Linked DNA regions of Mus musculus: region 1 is linked to region 2. Evidence: chromatin contacts called from public HiChIP or PLAC-seq data. All regions are on one chromosome and are shown on one strand. The core of a region is the stretch at or near the end of the contact, and the rest is flanking DNA. Distances in the headings are between cores, read along the strand shown. Region 1 has its middle 16 kb from the start of 4930432M17Rik. Region 2 overlaps Gm33363 (a long non-coding RNA gene).

Region 1 (2,957 bases), core at 32-2,531, 310 kb after region 2:
AGGCCCCAGAGGGGAGGAGGAAAGCAAGGAGGGGACAGCAAGAAGGAGGACAGGGACAGAGGGAGGCATCACGGGATTAGAGCGTGGGTCAGGAGGGGTTGGAATAAGGGAGAGACAGAGCCAAGAGGAACTTCAGATGGATGGTTGCTATCTTATGGTAGATAGCTCTGGTGGGCTGGAGCTGGGTCACTTCCCTGGGCTCAGCTCCTTATTAGCTGCCCCCTCACTTGGAATCACTTCAGGTGACACTGGAGCTCCTTCATGACCTGATTCCTCTGGCACAACAAGCTGAAACAGTCCAGCGTGTAAAGAGGACACCCAAGAGGCTGCCATGGGCCAGGCCCAGCCATCCCCTCTACACATCCACTGATCAGAACTGCCACAAAATTGCAGGACATAGCCCAGATGGTAGAGTGCTCGCCTAGCTTGTGTTTGCCTGTGTTCCATCCTCTGTACCATATGAACTGGGCATAGTGGTGCAGACCTGTAATCCTAGCATTGGGGAAGTAGAGGCAGGTGGATCTGAAGTTCATGTAAGAATTCCAGGTCAGCCTTAGGCTGAATGAAACCTTGGGGGGTTGTAGGGAAGGGGGGGGGCGAGACAAAGTTGTCTGTGAGACAGAGAAGTACCTTCCATCTTCATGGCCAGAAAGATGGAAAAGGGTGGGTAATGTGAGTTGTCATAGCAAGCCATCTTTATTATACATTCTTCTTACATGCTGTCCTTTCTCCATTCATGGTCCTTCTGTTTAGGTGTCCCCTGAATCTGTAGGAACCATTTACTTTCTCACACCTTTTCTGGGGTCCCTCTCAGGTGATCCCTTGATGTCTCTGAGCTTGCACTAAAGGCACCACCCAATACTGGTGACCTCATACACACACAACTGCCATAGTCTTACCAGCTCCCTGAGACTTGACCTTAAAGTTCAACAAAAGGAACTATGTGCTTTGTCTCTCGATCCTCAAAGTCTATACTTAGTTGGTGGTAGATAATGTGTATTGAATGAAGGATTGGCTAGCTTCTAAAGGGCCAGGATCCTTGGTGTGGCCCAGAACAGTCATTTAACTAAAAAAGGAAAACTACACAGAAAGTCCCCCAGTAACTTTGTTTTGCTGGAGCCCTCCCCTGGGTCAGGTCTCTCATTAGTATCCCTAAGAAGAGCCAAAGTGGCTGGTATTAGAAATCTGGGGAAAGTGCCAATGACTGATTAGAATCCAGCCCACTAGTTGTCTTAAAGAGCCTGATTAGGCTTTCAAGAGAATGTCGGAGTTTGGTCACCGCATCCTGGCAGATGAGGACAAGGGGAATAGATGCCCATTGTAGGAACCGGGCTGTGTCTGCAGCAGGCTCGGAGGGATGGTGGGCCTGCTAGAGTAGCTCCTATTGGCTTATCACCTGAGTATGTCATTATATAGCAACACTCCAGCACAGCATCTATGATCCCCACTTTTCTCTGAGCTACTTTGAGTCAGGATTGAAGGCAGTAAAACCTCATTAACACAGGAGGGGAGAGGTGAGTCACTTCCATGCCTGGCTCCCAGCCAGACTCATTACCAAGCTTAAGAGTGAGAAAGTGTCAGCCTCCTTTTATGTGGGGTGATTGGCTACAGTCTCATCGTTAACAACTTTGGAAGAAGAAAATTATATGGCTCACACATACAAGAACAAATAAAACAAGGTTACCTCATGAAGGATGAGTAACTCTAGCAGTGTACCCAGGTCCTCGGATTCAGGGGGGCAGAGCAGTCACCCACACTTCCTGCTGTCTAGAAGACTGAGAGAGGTCTAGAGAAGTTAGGTATCCACAGCTTTGGGGTCTTCCAAGGCCTCCCTCTTCCTCTCATCCTTGGGTTTGATTCATTAGGGCCAAAGGGATGAACATACACAGATTTTATAACTTTAAATGGAGAATCACACCTTTTGAATCATGCCCTCACTTATGCTTGGATGCCTCTTTTCCTCATTGATTTGTTTCATCTTCAAGTCTTTTGGGAGCCTTTGAAGGGTTCCTGAGGGCACAAGGACAGGCTGCTTAGAGGTATAGTGGCCAGAGGACAGCATTTCCTAATGGCTTCTGGGGAATGGGGGCTATCCTCACCAGAGAGGATGGCAGCTGAGATCTCTTCCAGTGGAGCAGTAGGTATTAACGTCATTAATGCTAGAAGTATGCACAGCTCTGATGGTCATGGGGATGACAGCTAACATGCATTAAAATTTAGAATGCCCTAGGCCCTATTTTAGAAGGCCAACACATAGGGTCTCCTTTAACCTCACAATCGCTGTATTTTCAGTGGGGAAGAAGCTGAAAAATCATTTCCAGGATAGAATAAGAGAGAAACCTCCTGAGAAGTCTCACAAAGCTATGACACTGAGTTCATTCAACCATAGTGGCTCTGCCCTTGGGATCCAGAAAGGATTGTCCATCAACTTTTATTCTGGTTTTCTGCACTTACCCCGCCATGCCACTAATCTTTATACAAAGCTGTCACCATCTCTCACCTCAGCCACAAGTGTCCACAAATACCACTGTTTCCCAATCAAACTGCTGTTAAACTACTCCAAAGGGCAAAACAGAGAGGCAGGAATCACAGTGGGATCCAAGTGCCACCGGGCTCCCTAGAGTTACACAACATGGCAACCCTTTTGTTGCACCTTTGTTCACAGAGCAGAAATTTACCTTGCTCAGCAACAGCAGAGGCCTGCTTCAGACCTGGCAGTTAACCCACAGCCCTAAGCACTCTTATCCCTTTTATCAGCTCCCAGATCAACTCCTGTGCTCTCATATTCCCATAATCTTCAGTAGTCCACGATCCCTTTATACAGCATGGCTCAAAGCCCTCCAACAGCTTTCCATTAACCCCAGGACTCTGTGAGACTCCAGGAGGCCCCATGTGATTCAGCCATCCTGACTTTTTTGGTCTCCTAAGATCTTGCTGAGTCTGTCACCCCAGGACCT
Region 2 (2,850 bases), core at 330-2,829:
GACCTTTTAACTGTGGAAACGCTCGCTCGCACATAGTACGGAAGAACTAGAAATGACGCCGGATGCTTCTGTAGCAATTGCCCATGTGTTTACCCGCTGCCTGCCCACATTGCTGCGGGATGGGGCGTGGCTACAGCTGTTTCATCTGCGTGTTCCCTTTCCCTCTCTGGTGACAGACCTGGGAGTCAGAAGACTTTCAGTAAGATCTTAAGGAGAGCATTTTAGTCTCGCTCTGTCTGTCTGGCCTCTATTGGCTCAGCCTGCATGCTTGTGGACTGTCGGTGACCATGGCTCAGGCCCGTTCACATACTCTGCATGATCTTAGGCCCAGATAATTCAGGAAAAATCAGTTTGAGAACTGAGCCTCTTTTAATCTGCCTACTAGGTTGGGACCGGATAAGGACTGGTTTGGGCTTTTGATTTGTCGACGTCTCCCGGACAGCTCTGTGTATAGTATTTCCATAAACTGTCTTCTTTCCCTTCCCTTCTCTTGAACGAAGAACGAAGCCATCTCCCCCCACACCCCCTCTTTTTGAGAAGAGACAAGAGCCTGCCGTTCCAGCCTCTTCCATCCCTCCTGCTGTTGCTTGGCTTTTCTTCAGTTTTATTCTAGCCAGTATTTGTATCTCCAGAGGGTCTGCAGCCACATGGGGCCCTGAAATGGGGCGAGCCCCCCCCCCCAAATTCTTACAGAAGATGACCATGTCTCAGTCACGGGAGCCAGGCTGAAAACTTTTTTAAAGTTCTTTTTATAAAGTCATTAAACGTGAAATCAATATTTTAAAAGACTAAGGTGGGGGGTGGGCTTTGAGAGTTCCAAATAGACAGAAAAGCTGATTTCATACTTCCCTGCCAAAAACATTGTTCTTGCTTTCAGGCAAATGACTTGGGTGTTAATTAAGGCTTCACACTTCCTGGCTATCTCCTTTTTCACATTCTTGCTGCTAATCGTCATGTTAAGAGACACATGACTTCTGTTTCAAAGGCTCCAGTTTAAGAGTGGAAACAAAAATCTCAGCTCCACAGGAAAGGAAAAGAGATTAGGATTCGAGTCCAGCCATTTGCTTATTCATCTGCATATGGTTAAAAGATTTCCAAGCATCCACTGGTTTCTCTTTCACTGTGACATGAGGCCAACCCAAGGAGGGGAAGAGAAAAATCCTGTTCCTCTCCTGATGTAGGAGCACATCTTCCATTCGCCTTGGGGGCAAGAGATTGCTTCCTCTTTTAATAGTAAGCCAAAGTAACCGAACTTGGAGAAACTGGCTTCTTCTGAAAGTTATTTTTCCAGTTAGCTTTTCATTTTATTTGCAGTGCCAGGCTGGAAACCATGCACACATTAGACTTAGCTGTATTTCCGGCCCTAATTACCTGTTGCTCTGCATCAATTTACAAATTAGCGGTGGGAAACAAGCATCATTTAATGAAGCCCACAGACTCTGTGGGTCAGCACTTCACAGGGTCTAGAAGGAAAGGCTTCTTCAGCTTCATGGTGTCTGAGCTTCAGTGGGGAGACAGGGGGGTGGAGGACACTAAAAGGGCTAGGAGTGACTCAACAGGCTCAGCTCGAAGATCCAAGGCCTGAAGCACCATGACTCAAGTTTGTACTAAGATCTGTCAACACGGTGTCTACGCACAGCCTGCCCATCCGTGAGCCTTGAGTTCCTCTGCAGTGTGGCTGGGTTCACTCTTCCAGAGAGTGATCATATCAGGACTCTGAGTGCAAATGTCACTTCAGGTGTGTTCCAAGTAGCTAAGGACCTCAAATTCAGGAAAAGACAGTTCAGAGGGAAGAGAGAAGCTGAGGCGTAAAAGACCAATTTGAAAACTATAATGCCAGACATGGTGCATGCCTTTGACCCCAGCACTTGAGAGGCAGAGGCATGGGATCTCTGCGAGTTTGAGGCCAGTCTCTTTGTTCTACATAGGGAGTTCCAGGAGAGCCAGGCCTACATAGTGAGACCTTGTCTGGAAAAAAAAGAAAAAAAAGTCTAGTACATTTCCGTCACACTGGCCCAGGGGGCAGGAGAGGCCATGCTGGTGTGATTAAAAATGAGACCACTTTACTGAGCTTGAAGGAGCAAGTTATTCCATGCTGGCCATAGTGGTTTCCACTGGGATATAATTCACATAAAATCCACCCATGTGTAGTTCAGTGGGTTTTAGTACATTCACAGTTGTATGACCATGATTACGAATTCCAGACACACATAACTCACATGTGTTAGAAGTAACTCTTCCATGTCACCTTCCACTGCCCTCGGATTCTGCTGGCCCAATTTCTCTCTGTGGATTGGTCATTTATAAGAAGGATTTATTTGTCTTTTGTTACTAGCTTCTTTCACTTAACATAGTATTTTCAAGTTTCACTGATAGAATACAGTGCATGTGTGCGTGTGTGTGTGTGGTAGTGTATGGTGTGTATGTGTGTGGTATAGGGTATGTACACACTCATGAGTGCATGTAACTATACATACTGAAGTACAATGTCCTTCTCAGTCACCCTCCATCTTATTCTTTGAGATGTGGTTTTTTTCACTGAATTTGAGTTTACTGGTAGAGATAGACTGGCTGGCCAGCAAGTTCTGTTGATCAGCATCTCTCTGCTGCCCCTAACCCTGAACTGTACTGCAGGAACATGCTGCTATGCCTGATTTATCACATGGGCGCTGGGAGCCTGACCTCTGGCCTTCATCCTTACATGACAAGCACATTTGACTGAGCCATCTCCCTAGTCCCTATTCCATTCCTTTTATCGATTGAATAATATTCCATTGTCTGTCTCTACCTGGCACATTTCATTTACCCATTTAATAGTTGACGGACATTTCAGTAATTCCTGGTTTGGGG

What was found. HiChIP or PLAC-seq counts read pairs in DNA pulled down with a chosen protein or histone mark.
Region 1: a FOXA1 HiChIP or PLAC-seq map of pancreatic cancer cells shows a contact between it and region 2. The contact joins two enhancer-like sites. A contact is called at or near these places in 1 of 484 Hi-C or Micro-C datasets (liver), 1 of 115 datasets of contacts at active chromatin or transcription factors (pancreatic cancer cells) and 1 of 9 other capture datasets (adipose tissue).

The regions. Positions count from the first base shown.
Region 1 is chr3:121,685,305-121,688,261 of GRCm38.p6, forward strand. No RefSeq gene overlaps it. Among named protein-coding and RNA genes, the nearest start is that of 4930432M17Rik, 16 kb to the left of the region's middle. Within about 2 kb of position 1,282, at least 53 of the 459 cell types and tissues checked have an H3K27ac peak or open chromatin away from gene starts, as enhancers often do. A contact at or near this core is called in pancreatic cancer cells, where this site is marked.
Region 2 is chr3:121,370,477-121,373,326 of GRCm38.p6, forward strand. The region is part of intron 1 of Gm33363 (a long non-coding RNA gene); the gene reads left to right. Among named protein-coding and RNA genes, the nearest start is that of Gm33363, 2.9 kb to the left of the region's middle. Within about 2 kb of position 1,580, at least 56 of the 459 cell types and tissues checked have an H3K27ac peak or open chromatin away from gene starts, as enhancers often do. A contact at or near this core is called in pancreatic cancer cells, where this site is marked.